Linked DNA regions of Mus musculus: region 2 is linked to region 1. The links are chromatin contacts, called in public HiChIP or PLAC-seq maps. All regions are on one chromosome and are shown on one strand. The core of a region is the stretch at or near the end of the contact, and the rest is flanking DNA. Distances in the headings are between cores, read along the strand shown. Region 1 overlaps 1700020G17Rik (RIKEN cDNA 1700020G17 gene). Region 2 overlaps Zdhhc17 (zinc finger, DHHC domain containing 17).

Region 1 (7,441 bases), core at 3,781-6,280:
GACAAAAACCACATGATCATCTCGTTAGATGCAGAAAAAGCATTTGACAAGATCCAACACCCATTCATGATAAAAGTTTTGGAAAGATCAGGAATTCAAGGCCCATACCTAAACATGATAAAAGCAATCTACAGCAAACCAGTAGCCAACATCAAAGTAAATGGAGAGAAGCTGGAAGCAATCCCACTAAAATCAGGGACTAGACAAGGCTGCCCACTTTCTCCCTACCTTTTCAACATAGTACTTGAAGTATTAGCCAGAGCAATTCGACAACAAAAGGAGATCAAGGGGATACAAATTGGAAAAGAGGAAGTCAAAATATCACTTTTTGCAGATGATATGATAGTATATATAAGTGACCCTAAAAATTCTACCAGAGAACTCCTAAACCTGATAAACAGCTTCGGTGAAGTAGCTGGATATAAAATAAACTCAAACAAGTCAATGGCCTTTCTCTATACAAAGAATAAACAGGCTGAGAAAGAAATTAGGGAAACAACACCCTTCTCAATAGTCACAAATAATATAAAATATCTTGGCGTGACTCTAACTAAGGAAGTGAAAGATCTGTATGATAAAAACTTCAAATCTCTGAAGAAAGAAATTAAGGAAGATCTCAGAAGATGGAAAGATCTCCCATGCTCATGGATTGGCAGGATCAACATTGTAAAAATGGCTATCTTGCCAAAAGCAATCTACAGATTCAATGCAATCCCCATCAAAATTCCAACTCAATTCTTCAACGAATTGGAAGGAGCAATTTGCAAATTTGTCTGGAATAACAAAAAACCTAGGATAGCAAAAAGTCTTCTCAAGGATAAAAGAACTTCTGGCGGAATCACCATGCCAGACCTAAAGCTTTACTACAGAGCAATTGTGATAAAAACTGCATGGTACTGGTATAGAGACAGACAAGTAGACCAATGGAATAGAATTGAAGACCCAGAAATGAACCCACACACCTATGGTCACTTGATCTTCGACAAGGGAGCTAAAACCATCCAGTGGAAGAAAGACAGCATTTTCAACAATTGGTGCTGGCACAACTGGTTGTTATCGTGTAGAAGAATGCGAATCGATCCATACTTATCTCCTTGTACTAAGGTCAAATCTAAGTGGATCAAGGAACTTCACATAAAACCAGAGACACTGAAACTTATAGAGGAGAAAGTGGGGAAAAGCCTTGAAGATATGGGCACAGGGGAAAAATTCCTGAACAGAACAGCAATGGCTTGTGCTGTAAGATCGAGAATTGACAAATGGGACCTAATGAAACTCCAAAGTTTCTGCAAGGCAAAAGACACCGTCAATAAGACAAAAAGACCACCAACAGATTGGGAAAGGATCTTTACCTATCCTAAATCAGATAGAGGACTAATATCCAACATATATAAAGAACTCAAGAAGGTGGACTTCAGAAAATCAAATAACCCCATTAAAAAATGGGGCTCAGAACTGAACAAAGAATTCTCACCTGAGGAATACCGAATGGCAGAGAAGCACTTGAAAAAATGTTCAACATCCTTAATCATCAGGGAAATGCAAATCAAAACAACCCTGAGATTCCACCTCACACCAGTCAGAATGGCTAAGATCAAAAATTCAGGTGACAGCAGATGCTGGCGAGGATGTGGAGAAAGAGGAACACTCCTCCATTGTTGGTGGGAGTGCAGGCTTGTACAACCACTCTGGAAATCAGTCTGGCGGTTCCTCAGAAAACTGGACATAGTACTACCGGAGGATCCAGCAATACCTCTCCTGGGCATATATCCAGAAGATGCCCCAACAGGTAAGAAGGACACATGCTCCACTATGTTCATAGCAGCCTTATTTATAATAGCCAGAAGCTGGAAAGAACCTAGATGCCCCTCAACAGAGGAATGGATACAGAAAATGTGGTACATCTACACAATGGAGTACTACTCAGCTATTAAAAAGAATGAATTTATGAAGTTCCTAGCCAAATGGATGGACCTGGAGGGCATCATACTGAGTGAGGTAACACATTCACAAAGAAACTCACACAATATGTATTCACTGATAAGTGGATATTAGCCCCAAACCTAGGATACCCAAGATATAAGATATAATTTGTTAAACACATGAAACTCAAGAAGAATGAAGACTGAAGTGTGGACACTATGCCCCTCCTTAGATTTGGGAACAAAACACCCATGGAAGGAGTTACAGAGCCAAAGTTTGGAGCTGAGATGAAAGGATGGACCATGTAGAGACTGCCATATCCAGGGATCCACCCCATAATCAGCATCCAAACGCTGACACCATTGCATACACTAGCAAGATTTTATTGAAAGGACCCAGATGTAGCTGTCTCTTGTGAGACTATGCCGGGGCCTAGCAAACACAGAAGTGGATGCTCACAGTCAGCTAATGGATGGATCATAGGGCTCCCAATGGAGGAGCTAGAGAAAGTAGCCAAGGAGCTAAAGGGATCTGCAACCCTATAGGTGGAACAACATTATGAACTAACCAGTACCCCGGAGCTCTTGCCTCTAGCTGCATATGTATCAAAAGATGGCCTAGTCGGCCATCACTGGAAAGAGAGGCCCATTGGACTTGCAAACTTTATATGCCCCAGTACAGGGGAACACCAGGGCCAAAAAGGGGGAGTGGGTGGGCAGGGGAGTGGGGGTGGGTGGATATGGGGGACGTTTGGTATAGCACTGGATATGTAAATGAGTTAAATACCTAATAAAAAATGGAAAAAAAAATACTCAATAAAATATTCGCAAACCAAATCCAGGAACACATCAAAGACATCATCCATCAAGATCAAGTAGGCTTCATCCTAGTGATACAGAGATAGTTCAATATATGACAATCCATCAACATAATTCACCATACAAACAAACTGAAAAAAAAATCACATGATTATCTTATTAGATGCTGAAAAAGCCCTTGGCAAAGTCCAACACTCATTCATGTTAAAGGTATTTCAGAAAGCAGGGATACATGGCACATACATAAACATAATCAAAGCAATATACAGCAAGCCAATAGCCAACATCAAACTAAATGGAGAGAAACTAGAGCATTTCCACTAAAATTAGGGACAAGACAAGGCTGCCTACTTTCTCCTTATCTATTCCATATAATTCTTGAAGTTCTAGCCAGAGCATAAGACAACTAAAGTATATCAAGGGGATACAAATTGGAAAGGAAGAAGTCAAAGTATCACTATTTGTGGATGATTTAGGAAAGGGAAAATCATAGGTTCTCTCCACAGAACGCTGCAGAAGCATGATGGCTAATTCGTGTGACAGACTGACAGGTAAGTGCCCTGACTGTAGTGACTAGGAAGCTAAATTGGGTACATGTTTTCGACTCATCCTTGCTTGCCATTTTCCCAGTTTGGACAATTGAAGCTGCCTTGCTTCAAGCTTTTAACCTTAAGGTAAAAAGAATATCAGCGACTGTGTAATCTGACTTAGAAAGATTAGTGATTCTTCTCTTTCCCTCATGTGACCGGTTATTCTAACTCAATCTTGGACTGGTCTAGTAATAATTCCAGTATTAGAGTATCCCAGGGAAGATAACAAAATATTCTTAATTACTTAACAAAGTTAAATTAGAACACAGCCTTCTCTCCCAGAAAGATTGCAGCCTTTCTGTGATTCTCAGGGTCACCTCCCCCACACCTGGAGCTCTAAGTCTAAGCCTGATCGTCACTAATTTGCAATAGAATGGAGTACATGGACTTCCCCAAAAGAAGCTTTTGTACTGTGCCTTTCACTGTCTGGACTTTGTTTTTCAAGCATGTCAGTCAATGCCCTTCAGCCTGACTGCAACAGGCGTGCATCCCTGCCTCCAGGTGACAGTTTCTAAACTTCATTCAAGAAGAATTCTATTACATATTGTGGCTTTTAGTCTGATTTGGGATTAAGGTTTGCTATGAGGGCCAGACAGTCTAGACAGGCACCCAAATCTCAAAATCATATCAATCTAGACAGAGGTACATGCCAAGAGGCCGTGGTTTATTGATAGTACACCACAGAGCCAGATAAAGAATTGGAGGCAAAGGTTAATGTCTTAGAAGTAGTAGTCTTAACAATAGGGCAGGACATAACATATATTAAGGCTAGAAAGGTAGAAATTTCAGATATTAGCAATAGTCACTTGGACACTTGGAACATTGATGAATTGGCCAGAGATTTAAAGATAACCTAGTACATTGAATCCCCTGGATTGGGTTCAGTATTATTATTGACACTAATTTATTAGTAAATCATTGTGTTTCCACTTATCTTTAGAGCACTCCTAAGATCTATAGCTACGATGAGGTGGGACATTCTGGAACTTCGGCAAAAATATAAAAATGGGAGAATGCTATGCACACTCCAGTGAAGTTTGCTTGGCAGGCTACGAGGCAAAGAGTTTCACAGAAACTCACCTCCTGGAACTTTGGTGATCTCATAACCCATACATTCTTACCCTATCCCTGCGTTAGTCTGGTGTATGGATCCACGTGCTCTCCTTTAGTATTATCTTATTACTCCTTTAGTATTATCTTATTATAAGTGCCTTTTAAGATTGAATTCTGATATAGTTTAGCCTTTGCCAGTGTTCCAATGTCCTAGAAAGACCTTGAAGCAGACAACTTGGAATTCAGTAGGAATTCAGTAAGGAAGTTACCTATTCAGTAACTAATTAAACATTACAAAAGACTGAGCCAGGAGCTCAGGGCTGGTCTGCAGAATGTTTACTAGGACAGTAAGGACAGTCTTAACCAAAGAAGGTTTTACCATGAGAAAAGTTATAGAATCCCACTGAGACAGGTTTCTTCACTAGGCCCAAAGAATTCAAGCAGAACTATAAAGCATAAATAAATTTTATGCCTCAGTCCAGCTTTTTTTTTTTTAATATTAATAACAGGGAGGAGATGTAGCCTCCCACAAGCCTGAAGCAGGCTGAGCCAGACCTTGATTTTGTTGCTACTAAGGAGACTACTTAGGGTGGAGCCTGCCTCCCTGGATCATTTTATTGTTCAGCCACTGCCGCAGCTGCTGCTGCTGCTGCTGCTGCTGCTGCTGCTGCCGCCTGCTGGGAGTCGGCCTACCTGTTCCAGAGTCTACATCTGAGTCTACACGTGGTCATCTGCAGCTGGGCTCCAAGGATGATTTGGAGGGAATGGGCTTTCCCTTCTCCTTTATAAAGTGTGTCCACCATTAAAAATTTGAGTCTTGATCAGAATACTGTCTTGGCTCCATTTCTCTCTACCCGCCTAGATTCCCTCTTTTCTTTCAGTTCCAAGATGCCTCCCAGGCTCGAACCCAGACATGAGAGCCGCAGGTTGGCCCCAACAGGATCTCACTTAGAAGAAGGAATAAAATAGTCATAGGAGGCAGATGGACAGAGGAAATAGGGAGGGAAGAGAGATGGGAGATTTAGGATCAGGTTATGGGAAGGACAGGAGAGATGGCTAGATAGCCATGAAAATCTGCAACTGACAGGGGTGAGGAGGTGGGAGGCATCTTCAGGATGACAGAGACTTGGGATAAGGGGGACCAAACAAACAAAAAACAAAAAACAAAAAAAAAAAAAAAAAGAAAGAAAGAAAAAGCCGGCATTGGTGGCGCATGCCTTTAATCCCAGCACTTGGGAGACAGAGACAGGTGGATTTCTGAGTTTGAGGCCAGCTTGGTCTACAGAGTTAGTTCCAGGAAAGCCAAGGCTACACAGAGAAACCCTGTCTTGAAAACAAAACAAAAACAATAACAACAACAACAAAAGAATCAATGGGGGTGATCATAGCTGTGACTCACTACAATGGGGATTTGGAACCTGAAGAGGCCACCCCCTTTAGCTAGACAGGAACCGCAGTAGAGCTATAGAGTCATCAAACAAATCTTTCAACCCAAAATTTATCCTGTCCATAAGTAACTGCAGGTATGGGGGATGGAGCAGAGACTGAGGGAATGGCCAACCAATAACTGGCCCAGTTTGAGATCCATCCCATGGTCAAGCAGTAATCCCTAACACTATTAATAATACTCTGGTTATACTTGCAGACAGGAGCATGTTGTCCTCTGAGAGGCTCCACCCAGCAGCTGACTCAGAGAGATGGAGACACCCACAGCTAAACAGTGGATGGAACTTGAGGACAATTATGGAAAAATAGGAAGAAAGATTATGAACCCCCAAAGGGGATAGGAACTCCATAGGGAGACCAACAGAGTCAACTAACCTGGGCCCTTGGGACTCTCAGAATCTAAACCACCAACCAAAGAACATACAGGCTGAACCTACTCATGTAGTTGGTGTGCAGTTTGATCTTCATGCGGGGAGCAGGGGCTATCCCAAAAGTTGTTGCCTGTACATGGGATATGTTCTTCTAGCTGGGCTGCTTTGTCTGGCCTTAGTGGGAGAGGAAGCACCTAGCCTCACAGAGACTTGAAGTGCCAGGGCAAGGGGATCCCTGGGGGGAGGGGGGCACCTGGAGGAGAAGGGGAGAGGGATGGGGGAAAGATTGTGGGAGGAGTGACTGGGAGGGGGCAGTGAGAGGGATATAAAGTGAATAAGTTAAAAAAAATAAATTAAATTAAAAATAAATACATTTGTAAGGTTCACAAGGTTTAATGACAGAAATTTGTCATTAAATCTGGCCACGTTGGTAGCTTAGCAGAGGGAGAAAAGGAAGCCCTGGAGAAGCAGTGAGAACTCAGAGATTCTTTCTGCCCATGTCCCTCAGCCCCCAGCATGCCTCTCTCCTCTTCACTGGGAAGCTTAATGTATGCTAACACTCATTAACAAAGATAATCTTGGATTAATTAGCATCTAAATTTATACATCCTCTCTTGTAGAGATAAGTCCTCAGAAATCAATAAAAATGTCTTCTAATTTATGCAAATCGCTATAATTAGATTTGTCATTAATTTTATGTTCATTAAGTTTCTATTTTAAAAAATGAAGAGAGCTTGGCAAAGGCTGGAACACACACAAATCTAAGCCAGACAAAGAAATTCCCATTAGTAATAAAAAAACCGGCTGAGGCAGGGAAGCTATACACAGGAACATGGCCTTATATTGGCTTGATAGCATATGAAGCTAAGAAGGCTATTTTCAATTTATCCTATTCCTTTTCCAGCGGGGCTGAATCTGAAGGGTAGAGCGAGACACACGGGAGTTGTCTGCACGTCAAAGGATGAACCAGGTAGCCAAGCCAGTGTCCATGTGGGCAAGATCATTTTCACTGGAATAAAATTGGGAGAGGGACATCTCCAAAGAGCCCAAGGTGTAAAAATCGCAGTAATTGACATTTAATCATTTTGCCTTCATCCCTAATGGATGACTAAATATCTTCCAGATCATTACTAATAAAGCAGTACTGTGGGTTTAAAAAAAAAACCTTGCTTTACTAAATGTAATGGGGGGGGCTTGATCTGGAGATGGGGGGCTCACATCCAGCCCAGTTTTAATTTTG
Region 2 (6,673 bases), core at 3,976-6,475, 140 kb after region 1:
ACTCACAAGCACTAGCACTGGGCATGTACCACTAAAGGAAATAAAAGAATGGATGGGATTCTTTTTCTCATACTGAAAAACATTTTAATCCCAACACTAGGGAGGCAAAGGCTGTGGATCTCTGTGCATGTGAGGATCTCTTTACATAACAAGTTCTAGGAGAGCAAGAGTTTCATATATACTAGAGAGACCTTGGATCAAAAAACAAACAAAACAAAACAAAACAAAAAACAAAAAACAAACAAAACCCTAAACCCCTTTAACTAACTCAGTTAACATTTCTTCATTTCCTGAAGAGGGTGTGAGTATTTCTAGCTACAGGACAATATTTACAATATACTATTAACTACTTTCCCATGGCAATGGACATTATTAAAAAATTCTCCCTACTAAAAATACCATGTACGATGGTAGTAGTGGCACACCCTTTAATCCCAGCACTCTAAGGCAGAGGCAGGTGGATCTCTGTGAGTCTGAGGCCAGTCTGGTCCACAGAGTCAGTTTTAGGACAGCCAGGAAGGGCTACATAGAATACCTATCTACAAAAAGAAAATTAATTACTTAAATTAAGTATTTGCCTACTGTACAATTTTTGAAAATGTCCTGTCCCCATACCTGGGAGGAGAAGAACTTTCCTGGAGTCCTGCGATTCACTTAACATGTTTGAGTTAGAGTTGTATATGCAAGACTAGATAGTACCCATCTTCTTACTTAAAGACAGCTGCCCCTTTCTAGTAGCACTGATTTGTGGCGTCAATGTATTTCTGACATTCTACAACTAACAGTCACACACAATCTTCTCCTGGGCTTCTCTGGTTTTGATGTTTAGATTTAAATACAACTGCAATCATTAGTGCTATTGACCAAATACTCCCATGTCTCAAGCACATAGATTCTACGACCCTGGCCAAGTGTGTGTAAGTGAGAGATCCCTATTTTTAACTGAATATGAACAACAAATATATGCCTCTCGCTTTCTTTGGGTCATAGACACTGGCAATGCTCTCAAGAGTAAAATAGTAATTCTGGGTCCAAAAGTAGCCCCTGCTTACCCTAAAGCGTGCATGGATCATGAACCAGTAACCCTTGAGCTGTCAACATTTCAGAGCTGAGACTTCAGCAGAACCTGTGTATCCTAAGGAGTATAGTCACGAGAGCTATGTATTTTGTAAAGTACCACACAGATCGATCTCTAGAAATCATCTTTATTTTTAAAAGGTGGTTATAACTAATATATGGCTTTGCTAATTTATGTTCACAGATTTCTTATATAAGAAAACTTTCTTATTCTTATATAAGCAATAACTTCTTATGTACATATGAGTATCAATATAAGAATATCTCTTTGAACAGTCTAAAGAACAATCTAAATTTCCTAAAAGTAGGTGGTACTGTTTTCTCATTTTCATGCCCAAGTACTAGCAAAAATTACCAAATTACCTATAGTAAACACTTTACCAGACTGATTCTAATCAAGGATTGTGTGGGGTCGGATTGCTTGCTGCAGGTATTGAGGCAGACTACCTTAGACTAGCTTAGCTCCCGAACTGCTTTTCTCTAGAGGAACCCCTGCTGGCCTTGCTCTGTACCCCCTCAGCACCTCAGTCCATCCATGCCTCTGCCTCTACTACTCTCTTCCTATGATCAGGCTTAGCACGGAAATGAGCACACTCAGCAACGTTACAGAATCTTCCATGACCTGTTTACTTTTTTCTTCGACTTTAGTATCTACCATTCTCCTCTACCCACACTACACATCTGTAAGCTGTGTCCTCCAAAATCCTTGCTGTCTTATACCTTAGCTCATGTTAGTCATCCTACTTAGAAGATGTCCTCAGGCTTAGGCCTTTAAATCCTCCAGTTCACAATCTGAGCATCACTTTAGCTCTCTGAGACACTCAGCTAGCTCCCCTCCTACCTGAGCTCCCTTTCTATGCAAACAAATCATCAGGCATTGTGTGAAAGAATTATGTTACTTCACCATCTCTTTTGTAACAAACCTAGTGGCTTAAAGCAACACAAATTTTTGTCTTAGGCTACTGGATCAGAAATCCAAAACCATTGTCATGAATACCTATGGAGATATTCAAGTACTTGCTTTCTCAACTGGGACATCCTGAGAGTTCGGACGTCTACTCCCTCTCCTTGAACAAACTTTAGTTAAGCTCTTTTGAACACTGAGAAAATGTCTCACTAACCAGCCCAACCTGGCTTCAAACTTGTGAACCTTGAGCTGCTTCCCAAATGCTGCTGGTAGTACAGGCTCCAGCCACAGTGTTCAGTTGCGCCCCTTTCTTGACCTAGTCTCCTGTCCTCATTTGGTTGCACAGCCCAAGTTTAGCAAGAATACTACTGGGTAAGTTGAGAGATAATCGCTTTAAATTCTTCAAAGAATCTTCTCTCGTTAAATTGTCTCTATATTGGGCAGGGTAGAGGTCATAAAGAGTTGTGGGGTAGATGATATCTACTTCGGGCAAGTTCAACCTCTGTCCTTAAATACAAGAACCCTTGTCAGTCCCATGCTTAGCAGTGTGATCCAGGGGGGAAAAAAAAACGCTCAGAGAAAGCGGTACCAACACCTACTCTACACAGGGCATCCAGGGTAAGCACTGTCACTCTGAGAATAATCAGCACTGAGATACATGGCTCTCCTTCACTCGATGGTAAATGTATTTCACTGCACCAATAAATCACACAAAAATACTGCCCGTTTATTCTTTTTGATACTGTGCTGGTTAGATTTTTTCAACTCAGGTAAGCACCTACTTACAGATAAAATGGCTTGGTTTCTTGAACTTTATTATGAAACTGCCCTCCAGGTGGCAGTACCACTTTATACCTTCACTAACAATACAAATGTTTTCCTCCCACTGAGCTTAGATTTATCAGACTTCTTGCTCTGGAGACCTGAAAACACCAAACCTTCACACACTTCAGTTACTATTTCCCTACAGCAAAACAAAGAAAGCTTGTCAAACTGGCCTGGGGACTTAGCAGCAGGAGGTCAGATTATCTTGACAAAGTGAGGATGCATGCTTGACAGGAGATGGCTTAAGAAAGGATGGACAGAACATGGAACACCTACAACTCTTCTAGGGAAGTTTTGTTACTAATAAGAGCAGAAGCCAGAACAGAAAGGAGACCTAAGGAAAATAATAGTGTTTGGTTTGGTTTCAAAACTGGAGAGAGACTTGTTTCCTCACTGATAGAAATGGTGTGGTGAGGCCACGAATTGGTGGGCAAGCAAAGCCCAGGAGTCTGTGTAGCTGTCATATGCAGCATCATATGTCAAATGCCAATGACAGAAATCAAAATCTGGATAAACTGACCTACATACTGTATTTATTAACTAGAATATCCATCATAAAGATGCCATTCTCCTCAAATTTATATATGTGTGTGTCTGTTTAGTGCAATTTCTATCAAAATCCCTCAAGATTCTTTGTAGCTACAGACAAGGTTATTCTAAATTGATATAGGAAGAAACCTGTTATCTTCTAAAAGTCAATTTTAAGAACTATTACAAAACAAAAGTTACCAGCATCGCATGGGGCTGGCTTAGTTTTAGACACAAAAAGACTCCAGAAACAGAAAAGAAAACAAAAACAAACCCTAAAAATTAAAACCCATGTATTTGCTCAAATATTTTTAACAATATAAAAGCAATTTAAGAAAAGAGTTTTTATTCGAGGCCAGCCAGGGCTACACAGAGAAACCCTGTCTCAAAACAAACAAACAAAAAAAACCAAACAAACAAACAAACAAAAAAAGAGTTTTCGGAGATGAATGGGAATCCATAGGCAAAATTAAAATTAAAAAAAAAAGACCATTTTTTTAAGATTATTTATTTTATGTATGTGAATACACTGTTGCTGTCTTCAGACACACCAGAAGAGGGCATCAGATCTCATTATAGATAGCTGTGAACCACCATGTGGTTGCTCGGATTTGAACTCAGGACCTCGGAAAGATCAGTCAGTGCTCTTAACCACTGAACCACCTCTCCAGCCCCAATCAACCCAATTTTTCAAACTCAAATTACATAAAAATCAACTCAAAACTTATTACAAAACTAAATGTTAAAAAAAAAAAAAGTATAACCTTTAAAAAGGCAGTGAGACCAGGCATCTAAAGGCTAAAGATTTCAAAGGAAGGAGCATACTAGTCCACAACGTAATCTGGACCTTTGTTTTCTAGCCTCCAAACTGGGGAAGGGCTCTCCACAAGTAAACCGTCTGGTCTGTTATTTGATCCCAGCAGCCCTAGTAAACTAGTGCAGACAGGAGATACTTTACCAAAGATACAGGAAGGAAGATATACAGGAGAAAGGATATTTACTATCATCAGCCACTTCCCGAGTGGCAAACATCACAAACTACAGGGTGGGTTAGAAGTGTCCAAGGGTGTGGTTGCCATATCAGTCCTGTAATCCCATCACTCAGGACACTGAGGGAGGAGATTGCAAGTTCCTGGTCAAAGTGGGCTGGCTACATAGGAGATGTTATCTAAGAAAGAAAAGGGGTGGGCATCAGGCTGAGAAGATAGTTCCTCAGATAAAGTGATGACTTTAAGCCATATGGACATAATAAACTTGTCTTTAATCCCCAGCCCTTGGGAAACAAGGGGCAGGTTCTCCAGTAAGCTAGCGAGACTAAGCTAGCTGGATGGTGAGCTCCAGGGTCAGCAAGAGACTACCTCAAACTATAAGGCAGAGAGCAACCAAGAAAACCAGTATCAACACACACACACAAGCACACGCACACGTGTGCACACACACACACACACACCACATGGGGGGGGAGGGGAATACACACACACACACATACACAGTGAGTGGGTCAGTCATAATTTAATAGAATTGCCGTCTCCACATCTATTTTTAAGCTTGACATAAAATATCTGAAAACAAGTGCTACCTTGTCATCTCTGGCCTACTTAAAACTTCCCTACTTGAGTGACTGCAATATAGCTAGTTTGTTCTTTATTTCCTAATCTCACATCAAACAACCCCACAGCTGTTAGCCATGATAAAACCTAACGGTCAGTTGTCAGTGCCCGTGTAAATGAGGCACTCACTCATCCGTGTGCGCTGTGGGGGCAGAAGACAGCTTGGCAGACAGAGGTGCTTGCTGGGGAAGCTCGCCTCAATCCCTGGAATCTGCACAAGGCTGAGGAGACTCAGCTCTGTTAAGCTGTCCTCTGAATACGCGTGCTGTGTCACTATGCAAATCATGTGACCCACACAGCACGCCTGCACATTCAATAACTAAGCTTTGGCTAGCAAATCCACACCCTTTCTTTCCCTTCCCCAGCAAGGTCAACACTGCCACCCTCGTGACCCTTCATAAAGGCACATCAAAAGTTGTCTCCTCTCTCTCCCTACTTCCAGTTCACCTTTAGCCCCTCATACTTACTGCAAATGTCTTCTGTTTCTTGCACTCAGGTCTCACCTTTTAACACATACCTGATCCTAACTCCACACCCCTGCACCCCTGCCAGCACTCTCCTACAGAATGGTAACTTAACTGAATCACAAAAGAAATCTGAAAATCAGACTGGAAAGAAGCCAGAACAATGAAATAAGAAAGCAACATCACCAAGTACCAATGAGGATCAGAGACTGTGTCACACATACTCAGCTGACGGTAATGTAAAATGCACAGCCACTCTGGAAAGAGCTTGATTTCTTAAAAACACTAGTATACAGCCATGTGATCCAGTAACTGCATTAGAATAAAAATTTTGCTTGTGTAAATACCTGTACATAAATAATTATAACTAAATACAAAAACTATGATATATATTGATATACATACATAGATATACTTTAACAAATATAATAGAAGCTGGGAACCCAGGTCATTTGCAGTATATGTATAAAATGGTCTATTCACACTATGGAACAGCAGTCAGTAATAAAAGGGAATGACCCACCAGGAGTACCTGACAAATCTCCAACAACTATGCTGCATGGGAGAAAAAATAAATAAACCCTGTATGGAACATTCTAAATGATTCCACTCATGTACTACCTGTTTGTGTGTATGTGTGTATGTGTGTACGTGTGTTGCATGTGTGGATATGCATGGAGATGTGTGTATGTGTGTACATGTGTGTGCATGTATGGGTATGCATGGAGATGTGAGGATGGGTTCTGAGGCCTAAAGTTGACATGGGGTGTCTGCCTCAATTGCTCTCCATCTTTTTTTTCTTTATTACTTTTATGTATGGCATCCTCAGAGGCCAAAAGAGGGTGCCAAATCTCGTGGATGGAGTTACATGCACTTGTGAGCTCTGGCCTTCTGGAGGAGCAGTGAATGATCTTACCACAGTGCTTTCTGAGCCAGGCAGGGGCTCTCACTGAACCTGGAGCTCAGTCAGCATCTGGCTCGAATGGCTGGCCAGCTCTGAGAACCCTTTTCTTTCTGCCCCCAGCTCCAGGGTTACACGTGCACATTGCTCAGCCCAGCTTTCACGTGGGTCAAACTCAGGTCTTCATCCTTAAACGCATAAGCTTTTACCAACTAAGCAATTTCTCCATTCTCCAAAAGACATTTGTGGAAGACATAGAAAATGTAGAAAACCTACACAGATGGATGCTGTCCAATAGACCTGTGCAATAGGAAGACAGCCCTCAATTTTGTGCTGTCAGAAGCAATAGTTGCTAGACACA

What was found. HiChIP or PLAC-seq counts read pairs in DNA pulled down with a chosen protein or histone mark.
Region 2: an H3K27ac HiChIP or PLAC-seq map of embryonic stem cells shows a contact between it and region 1, with 7 read pairs. The contact joins two enhancer-like sites. A contact is called at or near these places in 2 of 484 Hi-C or Micro-C datasets (embryonic stem cells and nephron progenitors) and 1 of 115 datasets of contacts at active chromatin or transcription factors (embryonic stem cells).

What each region holds. Positions count from the first base shown.
Region 1 is chr10:110,851,156-110,858,596 of GRCm38.p6, forward strand. All of the region lies in intron 2 of 1700020G17Rik (RIKEN cDNA 1700020G17 gene), which reads right to left. Among named protein-coding and RNA genes, the nearest start is that of Gm22186, 38 kb to the right of the region's middle. Within about 2 kb of position 5,031, at least 13 of the 459 cell types and tissues checked have an H3K27ac peak or open chromatin away from gene starts, as enhancers often do. A contact at or near this core is called in embryonic stem cells, where this site is marked.
Region 2 is chr10:110,987,091-110,993,763 of GRCm38.p6, forward strand. The region is part of intron 1 of Zdhhc17 (zinc finger, DHHC domain containing 17); the gene reads right to left. Among named protein-coding and RNA genes, the nearest start is that of Zdhhc17, 20 kb to the right of the region's middle. Within about 2 kb of position 5,226, at least 91 of the 459 cell types and tissues checked have an H3K27ac peak or open chromatin away from gene starts, as enhancers often do. A contact at or near this core is called in embryonic stem cells, where this site is marked.